Linked DNA regions of Mus musculus: region 1 is linked to region 2. A link is a contact called in public Hi-C data. All regions are on one chromosome and are shown on one strand. Each heading gives the region's core, a stretch centred on a gene start, on an enhancer-like site or on the middle of the called end of the contact. The rest is flanking DNA. Distances are from core to core; before and after follow the strand shown.

Region 1 (5,276 bases), core at 1,464-3,963, 35 kb before region 2:
ACTATGTTTATCATAGAACTCACCATGTTCTATGGGCTGGCCTTGAACTCACAGAGATCTGTCTGCTTCTGCCTCCCCAGCGCTGGGGCATGCACCACCATGTCCAACTTTCTCCATGAGTCTGAAAATCTTCCTTTCCACTGGAGGTGATATAGTCAGTTGAGCAGACAACTGTTTTTCCCCTTTCCTCTTCCCTTCTTTGTACTGGGGCTAGAGCCCAGGCTCTTGTAAAGTCTCTTTTTTTTTTTTAATATTTATTTTATGTATATGAGTATACCATAGCTGTCTTCAGACACACCAGAAGAGGGCATCAGTTCCTATTACAGATGGTTGTGAGCCACCATGTGGTTGCTGGGAATTGAACTCAGGACCTCTGGAAGAGCAGTCAGTGCTCTTAACCGCTGAGCCATCTCTCCAGCCCCCTGTAAAGTCTCTTTATGCCTATGCTCAAGCTGGTCTTCCATTGTAATCCTCCTGTCGCAGCTTTTCAAGTAGCTAGGCTTATAGGCCTACCTCAATGAACCCACTTACAATTCTGCTTATAATTATGTTCATTTCTAATGATATACTTGCTATTTTAGGTTTGGGAGAAACTTCTGTGAAACACTTTGGTTTTATCATCAACAAGTTGCGTCTTGGGACTAGTTACTTTTACAAATGGTTGAAAACCAACTATTTTACCTTCCTTTAGGGGAATGAGCTTCTTTTGCCTTCCCCCAAATCAAGTGATGTCATATTTGGGTTCTGCATTTCTTCATGGACTTATCAGTCAATGTTTTCACTACATGTATAGAATATAAGTATGTTTGATTATCATTTCCAATTCTATTGGGCAATAATTTATAGAAAGTGAATTTTCCATGTTTAAAGTATCCACTTTAGCCTTGGTATTTTTTTTACACCCAGCAAATCATCATTATTATCAATAAAGAGAATGTCTCTATGACCCTGGAAGATTCTCATTGTCTTGTTGCAGTTCATTCGTTCGTTCTCCACCTCTGGCCCATGCAATTACTGACTTTGCTTTTGTTCTTATCAAGGTGTGACTTCACAGAAATGAAGCTTCACGCTATATATTTTCTCTCTGCTTTCTCCAGTTCAGCATAATGATTTTGAGATTTATCTATTGTAGGGAGCAAATGAAGTCCTGAGTGAGTGGGCTTCACCATGTCAGGTACCCCAGTGCGTCAGCCCTGTGGAGATGGCAAAGCCTTCCCTGGGTCTGGAAAGGCTCAGAGGGATGGCCAAGCCTTCCTCTGGACCATTTACAGGCATTGGTCGTGTGGGCTGAAAAGGTCACCATTGCTGCCCATGGACTGCTTTCCTACAGAGACTGCCCCACCGCTCTCCCACTGAGTCTCCCTACACCTGCCTCCTTGTTCAGCTACACGCAATAACCCCACCTCCCCATTCAACTGTACATAATAAACTACACATAAACCATCTCCAGGACCCTGTGGCTTCTCAACCTTGGAGCCCAGACCACCCAATCTCAGCTTTTTTTCCCTGTCCATTTCTCTCTGTGTGTTTTCTTTTTCTTCCTTCACTCCTGGTATAGGAGGATGTGGCAATCTATAGTGAAGCATTTAGATCGGTCATTCTCTTTTAGTACCAAGTAGTAGTCCATTGTGCTGATGTAGCACGTTTGCTTTTGACAGTCAATTCCTTCCAACTGTGGCTACAGAAAAAGAGAAGGAAGCTACTACATCAGTATTCAAGCCTCTATGTGATATGCTTTAGTTTATCTTGGACAAGAGCTAAGAATGAAATGGCTAAGTCATGTTGTACATACATGTTTAAGTAAATATTTTGAGAGAACACAATTCCTCTTGTACATCTGCACTCAGACAAAAACGTTATTTATTGGACTTTCTGGGTTATGGGATTTTCTAGGCACGGAGAAGTCCTTAGCTCACTCCTCTTTGGCCCAACCAATTCTTTTGGACTTTAAACAGTTTCAGTGTACTGAAGCCACATTCCTACCGGCCTGATTGCTACCTGTTCTGCATCAGTTCAGGACTACAGGGCCAAGGGTCACCTAGGACCTTAGGTCAAAGGACAGCAAAAGTACCCTGCACACCTGTGGATCATGCTACCAGAAAAGCACACAAGAGCCCTTGAAGCTGCGTTCCGTTGGCTTGACTCAGATGTTGTTGGAAAAAGGTCCTGCCTTTGTTTGAGTGTGGGCTTTGGTTATTTATTTTAAATAGGTGTGGCTGTTTAATAAAGAGGGAAGGATCATCTGAATTCCCCAGAAGGGAGAAGGATGAGAGAAATTGTTTTACTTTAATAATTATCTTACCTTGTGAGCTGTAGTTTTCAAAAGTGCTATGCATACTAGTGTTCTGAGAACACATTAGAAACATCCAGCATTCAGATAAAAGATGCGGATACTCTGGGTTTGAGAGCTGTTTGAACAAAAACCTGAGGCCCCCTTGTTTGAGAACCACCGTGCTAAAACTCATTTCAGGGGTGCAGACAGTTGTAATTAGGCTGAGTGAAGCGTGGGCAGCAGGGATGACGCCCCTGCAGCGCGGGTCCACTTCCCCATCTTCCATCCCCCAACCTCAACACAAACCTCTTTAGTTAGCTCCTGCAAGCCTCCTTTCACCTGACTGCAAAGATCTGGTGGCCTCTCCCCTGGGTGCAGCAACTAAAACCTGGCGAGTGGATTTCAAGCGTGCGGGTGGGGGTGCGGGACGAGCATGCGCAGTGGCGCGAGCGCAGGAGCAAGGAGGCGGGTGAGTGGCAGCCGCAGCGGAGCGGACCAGACCAGCGGGCGCGGGGATCCCGGGCAGGAGCTGCCGAACGGCCGCCGCAGGTACCGGGGGCTGGGTGCCTGAACGCACAAGCGGGCGTGGGTCAGGAGGGGGAGGCCGGGCAGGAAAGGCAAGCTTGGCTTAGCGGCGCTCGGCGAGGGCTCCGGGTTCCTCCGACACCTGCGGGCGCGCTCCTGCCCTGCGGCGGAGTCTTGCGCTCAGGTGTGAAGTCCTGTGTGTCGCTGCTTAAGCCCCAGCCCAGGAAGCACATCGTGATACCCTGCATCTAGGAAGGGAGGGTACTAAGTTTTCTGGTTTAAACTTTGCGTGGCTGTTGAAGAGGTTTTTCTGATCCGTTGGTGTGTCTCTTAAGTTGTGTTACTGTGTTCGCCTCTGGTGCACAGGCGAATGTAGGGACAGAATGAAATTGCATCCGTGTTTGCTGGACTTAAGTGCCTTTCCAGGAGCCCTGGGGCCTCTGGATGCAGTGCAAGAAATGTCAGTCTTAGGGGAAAGTGCCAAGAATTTTGTGCGATTCAGCAGGCTGCATTTTCGAGTATAAGCTTTAAAAATTAAAAAGAAAAAAATACCAAAACAAAATACAGAAACCCATTTTTAACATTATTACCCCCATCCCAGGCTTCAATGAGTAGTATTGAAAAGAAAAACTTTCCTAGTTATTTACATTGTGTGACTTATACAGACATGTATCCTACCTCAAAGCTGTTGTAGACTGTATGGGGCCAACACGGAATGAACATTTCTTTGTTGGAGGAATGTGGAATCATAACTAGAATTTCAGGATGAATACAGAGACCAATGTTTTGGCCCCACAAAGGTGAAGCAAGGGCATTTAATTCCACGCCCCACCTCTTGTAACCAACTCCTCTTTAAACTTAATTCATTAGTGAAATTCTATAGGAAAGTGTTAAATTTGTGATGCGAGAGGCACGTGACCGTAGTAAGTGTAGGAAACGGAAAATTGAAGTTGAGGAGGAAAAAACAAACTAGAAAAGAGATCACAGAAGACCCCCCCCCCTTCCCTTTATTTTCCTGCCGTGAGGGTTTTAATGGTCGAAATAATATACAGTTGGTCTGGTTTTGTTCCGAGGGACCTCTGAGGTCAGCCAGTTCAGCTGCTTCAGTTTACAAATGAGAAAGCTGAGACCAGGGAGGTTAGATGACTTGCTCTGCCCGCGCTCGCCCCTCAGGGCCAAGCAGGGCCTGGGAAGCTGGTTTTCTGATTTCAGGGATCTCTTTACTGTGCCTCTCTGATATTCTTCTTGTTGTAGATGATTGACCTTTCTTTCTCTTCCAGCCTCTCCCGCTCAGTCTGATGGAGGCAGGGAGTTAGTTCCTACCTTGCTCATCCCTCTATTCACAAAGCCACACACCTCTCAAGCCTCCCTGATGGGGATGCTGGTCTGGGAACCGAACCCTGTGCCCTTTCTCACACTGAATGCTTGCTTGTTTCCCTCCCGGGTGTGAGCTCATTGCTCAGGTGTAGCCTCTTCTTGGAAGTTCCCTTTGATAGCAGCAGCCATGTGTAGCTCTCTTCCTAACCCCAACCCCACAGTGCTTTATGACTTCTGTCCGTGCTGCCGTACTCCCCTTTGGATACAGCTTCCTGAATTATTGTTTAGAACACATCCCTATTTTTTGACTGTAGAGTTGTTAGGTGTGTAAACTCTGGAGAGTGTATGACTTAAAAGATCCCACCCAGTACTAAGTTCAAACTCATCTCAGCTGCTGTTTGCAGGAGGAGGGACATTTCCGGGGATTTGGTGTGCATGGTCTATGGTGGTCAGGGAGTTCACCTTAGAGCAGTGCAAGAGATAGAGACAAAAAAAGCAAGTTGGAGTGATTTCTGAAAATCCAAAATCACAGATTAGTTGGGAGCCCTGGAGATGGGAGCCCTGGAGATGGGAGCCGAAGTGAGGAGCGTTCCCAGGATGTGGGTTAACCATAAATGCAGAGTGGAGGATGCAGACTTAAGAAACGCCAGGTTAGAGAAAAGGGTCAGTGGTTAAAAGCTCTGGCTGCTCTTCCAAAGGATCTTGCTTTGCTTCCCAGCACCACATGGTGGCTCCCAAGCATCTGTAACTCCAGTTCTCGAGGGTCTGATAGACTCTTCTGACCTCCTCTGGCACCAGCACACATCTGGCACACAGACATACATGCAGTTGAAGCACTCATACCCATAAAATAAACACATTTTTAAAATGATGTAAAGGCCTTGTGTGATGACCACCTGTCATTCCAGTACCCAGTAGGCTGAGGCAGGAGGATCTCTGCCAGTTTGAAGTCTGTCTGTCTGGTCTACATAGTGAGTTTCAACCTGTTTCAAAAAAAAAAGAAAAGAAAAGAAAAGAAAAGAAAAGAAAAGAAAAGAAAAGAAAGAAAGAATGTAAATTAAGGATGTGGCAAAAAGATGAGGTATAGAGAAGGGAGAGGTGTTGAAAATTCCTCTTTCATGATGGAGGTATTGGTAGTGGGTTTATAATATCTTTTTAAAGT
Region 2 (5,475 bases), core at 2,166-4,665:
GTGAAAAGATGCTTTCTATTTTTTAGGCTCATTTATAAAGTAGGAAGCTGATTTGTTTCTTCCAAAAGTCCCTCTCTTTTTAAAAAAATTAATTTAATCTTATGTTCATTGGTGTGAGGATGTCAGATCCCTGGAACCGGAGTTAGAGATAATTGTGAGATGCCATGTGGGTACTGGGAATTGAACCTGGGTCCCCTAGAAGAACAGTCAGTGCTCTTAACCACTGAGCCATGTCTTAAGCCCCCCCCAAAAGTCCCTCTTACTGATCCTCAGGGTTTTAAATGTTCTTCTCATCAGTAAAAGAGTGTGGGCATCTACCACTTCCAAGCAGCAGGCTGTATGGAACGGCCCCGTGCTCTCAGTGTGAACTTCTTCTGCGGTACGGATACATTTCTTTTTAAGAATGGGAATGAGGAGCTGCAAAGATGACTCAGTGGTTAAACACACCCAGTGCTCTTGTAGAGTACCTGGGTTCAGTTCCCAGCACACACGTGGTGGCTCACAGCCATCTGTAACTCCAGATCATGGGGCTGTCCACCATCTTCTGGCGTCTGTGAGCACTGCATACATTATGTAATGCATGCATACACGACGGCAAAATAATCACACGTGTAAAATTAAATAAGTAAATAAATAAATAGATCCAGTATTTTTTTTTTTTAGGAAGAACCAGAATTAAAATGGAGATAGCATCCTTGCTTAAAAACTGTTTCACCATTCATTGGATCTAAGGAAACAACCTATGGATTTTAGAAACTTTCCTTAAGAAGCTAGAGTAGTTTGAAACATCTTGATAATTTTGAGGTTTCTTTTTTTCCCAATACTTAGTCATATTTGCTTATATTTCATTTTATAGTATAGGGAAAAGGGAATCTGTTTGCTCAGTTAGTGAGGGGAGGTTAGGTGTCACCCGGATTGTACAGTGTCCTAACCCACTCAAACCAGGTGTACATAAAATGCAAATTACAAATACTGAAAGTAAAAAGAAGGAAGATAGGCCACTGTACAACTATTTAAAGATATTTTAAATAAATTGTGTGTGTGTGTGTGTGTGTGTGTGTGTGTGTGTGTGTGTGTGTGTACATGCACACAAGTGCTCACAGAAGCCAGAAGAGGGCACCAAATCCTTTGGAGCCTGTTATAGGAAATTGTAACCTGCCCAAAGCGGCACTTGGAAACTGAACTTTGGTCTCCAGTACTGCGAGAGTAGCAAGCACTGAATCATGTCTCCTGCTCCCAACCCTTTCATTATGCAACACCTCTACCCTCCTCTGGCATCCCTTGTGGAACGCCTTCACCATCCCTTGCAGAACACCCCCCTTGGCATCCCTTGTGGAACGCCTTTGCCTCTCCCTTTAGCTGTTTGTATCATGGAATCATCTATCACAAGCACTGAGCTCTACTGAGCTATTGAAAACATATCTGTTAAAAATTCATAAAGCTAAACCAGATGCCTTCCCTGTCTCTAGTTTTAGAAGTAAACCTAAGCTGTCCTAATATTTATCTCTCGCTCCCTGATAGAGACTGTCGTTCTCGGTGACCATGTTGTGTTCTTAGGAAGCAAGAGTGTGGTCTCAGTACTCTTATCTGTGAAAAGAACAGGTCAGAGTAATTGAATTGCAAGGTGCCAAGGCGTTTGCTGTTGTTCCTTGCCTTATCTGGGAAGAGGAGGTGGGGTGTTTAACCTGCTTAATGTACTATTTTAATTCTCTGTAGAAACTTCTTCTAGGCAGAGGGAGTTGCTAGAGGGTAGCAATAGGCACAGTCAGTCTAAAAGAAAATAGTTCAGAAATAAAGTGACTCACCAGTAAGATTTGCTTTTCAAGTCAAGACCGTAGAATGGTGGTTACACCAAGTCAGAAATATAGACGCCTCCCCTGCTCCACGGCCACTCAGGAAAGCATTGTCAGAACTCATGCTTGAAATATCCCTCCCTTCATCTGTCTTCCCGTAAAGCCACATGTACATTAGTCAATAGACTTGTTACTGTGATTATGTGTGGCCATACCTGCCACTTACAAACCACGTCTGCTTACTGATAGGGTCATTACACCAGTGACTCTTGCTGATCGACTTGTTCGTTTAAAATGTCGAAGAGGGGCTGTGGGGATGCTTCAGTGGGGAAAGCGCTTGCTGCCTAGGCACAAGACCTGAATTGTGATCACCAGCATCGATTCAAAGGGCAGGCAGGCAGGCATGGCTGCTCATACCGTGGAGGCAGAGGCAGGGGAATCCTTCCGGTTTGTTGGCTAACCAGCAAAGCCAAATCTGAGAGCTCAGGGTACCATGAGAGACCCTGCCTCAAAACAAAACAACAGTAGCAAAAACGGACAAGGGAGGCACTCAGTGTTACCTCTGACCTCTGTGTGTGCACACTTCCACAAATGTGTGCAGACACTTGTGCGCGCTCACCTGGACACGTGTGTGCACACACATAAGCCGTGTATACACATGAATATGCGAAGTTGGGGTCACTAGTTCAGAACTGATGGACCCGTGGAAAGGTCAAGAGTGGGCTTGTGAATGAGGTGCCCACCAAGTCCCTGAAATTATGTGTAGAGTTTGGATCAATAAATCACTTTGTGGAATCTATGTGTAATTTACTAAAAATACATCAAAACCATCAGAAAATGATAAGAATTAGCTGTGTAGCAGCTTTACATTTTAATTCATTTAATTAAATTTTAATTGACTTTAAAGCCTTTAATCCAGGCAATTAGGGGACAGAGCAGGTAGATCTCTGAGTTCCAGGCCAGCCTGGTCTACAGAGTGAGTTCCAAGATAGCCAGGGCTACACAGAGAAACCCTGTTTGCAAACAAACAAACAAACAAACAAACAAACAAACAAAAGAATCGGTGCTATAGGAGAGGTACAGGCATCTAAATTTATCTTTACTTACCATGAAGATCAGTCGTTTTATTATCAGTACTTTATACAACTCCCCAACTCTGCTGTGCTTTACCCCTGCTAATATATGCAGTCATGACAGTGTTTGACTTATTGCTGATAATAACTGCTTACTTTAAAAAAAAAAAATCTGTCCTGGAACTTACTATGCGGTCCAAGCTGATCGGAAATTTGGGGATCCTCTTGCCTTGGTCTCATGGCTGCTGACCATGAGCTATAACCACTTTGCCCAATCCGTTACTTGATTCCTGTTATATATAATAAAAATAGTATCTTAGTTCTCTAAAAAAAAAAAAAAAAAAAAAAAAAGGAGAATTTAGTTTTAAATTATAACTGATAAAGTACGAAGAACCATGCAGGGAATTGTTTTGTAAACCTCTGTTCTGACTCATCTCATTTTACCGTCTACACAAAAGAGGCTCAGATCTCGCTCTTGAATATCATGTAGAAAGATGATTCCTTGTTTCCCCTGAGAACCCACTGCATGACTTCATCGCTCTTGGCCACACAAGAATCATGTGGTTTATTGAAAGGAACAGAGGACAAAGACTCAGACACACTGACAATAGTCCTAGCTTTGATACTTAGCACTTGACCTGCTCTGTAAGTTGGCCTCTCTGACAGTCTTCTTATGTACAAATTAAGAATAAGTGGGTTCACAAACATAGTAGTTTATGTAGTATAATAACAGTAATATTTATTCCTATCGTGTGTGTGTGTGTGTGCATGTGTGTGTTATATGAAATTTCATTTTAGTTCTGCTTTCCCTACAAGGGTATTTGAGAATCAGATGCAATAATACATATCTTATCAATTAGTAAACCCTTAAGTATGAGTCTTAAATTCTCTTTCTGTCAAACTTATTTTTCTTTATTGAGACAGTATCTTAAGCCTTGTCTGTCCTTGAATTCACTATACAGCTGACTTTGAACTTCTGTGGATAGTTTCACATGGCCTCATGCGTGTCCTGATCATCCTTCCAAGGAGGGGGAAAACAGAAGAAATACTTGCAGATAAGAGCTGAAAAAAAAAAAAACAGGTTGAAAACTCTATAGTTTCAGCTTCATAGATCTGAGAAACTCAATGATCTGCAATAAAAAAGATAGAGAAAAATGATATTAAGGCATACTGTAATTAAATAACATCAAGGCATACCATATTCAAATTGTTTAAAACCACTGATAAGAGTAAAATCTTAAAATAACCCAATGAGAAAAGGAGATGCTTTGTGTAGAAGAAGAAAGGTGACAATGAAACAGATGTGCTGTTGGGGACAGTGCAGGCAGGCCATGCAGGAGCGCCATTAAGAGACAAGCAGTCAACTCATATCTATACCCAGCAAAGACATATTCCAAACAATGATGAAACATGTGGATATAAAACTGTCTTTTAATAGTATAAGTAATGTTAAGGGAAGGCTCCAGGCCAATGGACTGAGACACTATGGAAACACAGGTCTGTACAAAGGGATGAAGAACATGATGCTACAGCAGTGACCAATTGTCACCAATTATTAATAAACAATTGTTTATTAATATTTTTTAAGGTTGTTGCTTTTTAAACTTAGATTTATTTTCACCAGACACAGCATATTAAAAGTATTTCTGTTTGATTCTGAAAGATAATTAGTTTAAAATGATAAGATATGGTATACAATTTATAATAAAAATTATAAATTTTTATTATAAATTTATATTATTTATTTATATATATTTATATTTATTTATAATAAAATTATAAATAGCACACAGGCCAAGAGTTGGGGAAATAGACATCTACATTGAGTATTCTTTACCTGAATTATCTGAAATCGGATGTATTTCATAACTTGTAGTTTTTCAGACATCCAGGCTGTCTAAGCAGGCTCCCTCTTGCAGCTTCGCAGCTTTTCCAGTTGGAATATTTTGGATTCAGGTTTTCAGACTGATGATACCCAACCCTCCTAGTACTGTGGCATTTTGATGCTCTTTGTGGCATGGAGTAAAACCTCTTGAGGATAAGGGGTAACATGTTTTAAAAAATGTACTGTAAAGCTGAAAGTAACCACAAATTGTTATAATTAATAATCAAAAGAAATAAATTGGAATTAGAAATATTCAAGTAATTCCAGGAAAGATAAAATGAAGGGAGAATGTAACCAGTAAGAAACAGAAGACACGACAGAAGAGGCTTAGCCCAACCTTATCAGTAATCACGTGAAGGAGGAGTGAAGGCATCCGAATCAAGAACAGCTCACTCCAGGAATGGAAGACTGTTAACATTTTAAATCAGTAATTGCAATTCAAAATGCTAACAAGCAGAAACGTATAACAATTATAGAGACATAGAAAAAGTACTATAAGTCTAACATCCATTGGTGACTACAGAAACACACACACACACACACCTCAAACCTTCCAGCTGACTAGAATAGATGAGAGATGGGAGCTTCAGGGTTGAGAGCAACCTGTAAAACCCAGTATTAAAAAAAGCAATAATAAAAAAATCACATAGCAGAATGACAGGCAGGAGATTTGAATACTATGAAAATACTCATGCTGAATGAAAAAAGCCAGAGGAAATTATTG

The links. Hi-C and Micro-C count contacts between places; a contact is called where the count stands out from the background.
Region 1: a contact with region 2 is called in a Hi-C map of cortical glia, with 3 times the contacts expected there. The contact joins the promoter of Pls1 here to the enhancer-like site in region 2. A contact is called at or near these places in 2 of 39 promoter capture datasets (embryonic stem cells and stem cell-derived epiblast-like cells), 2 of 15 datasets of contacts at CTCF or cohesin (CD8 T cells and the NIH/3T3 cell line), 17 of 484 Hi-C or Micro-C datasets (the C2C12 cell line, the HL-1 cell line, the HPC-7 cell line and 13 more), 11 of 115 datasets of contacts at active chromatin or transcription factors (CD8 T cells, embryonic fibroblasts, embryonic stem cells and 5 more) and 3 of 9 other capture datasets (adipose tissue, liver and pancreatic islet).

What each region holds. Positions count from the first base shown.
Region 1 is chr9:95,842,716-95,847,991 of GRCm38.p6, reverse strand. Pls1 (plastin 1 (I-isoform)) reads left to right here and starts at 2,713. Exons shown (of 16, transcript NM_001033210.3): 1 at 2,713-2,821.
Region 2 is chr9:95,807,726-95,813,200 of GRCm38.p6, reverse strand. The region is part of intron 1 of Pls1 (plastin 1 (I-isoform)); the gene reads left to right. Among named protein-coding and RNA genes, the nearest start is that of Pls1, 35 kb to the left of the region's middle. RefSeq lists an enhancer at 1-484. Within about 2 kb of position 3,415, at least 14 of the 459 cell types and tissues checked have an H3K27ac peak or open chromatin away from gene starts, as enhancers often do. A contact at or near this core is called in the C2C12 cell line and cortical glia, where this site is marked.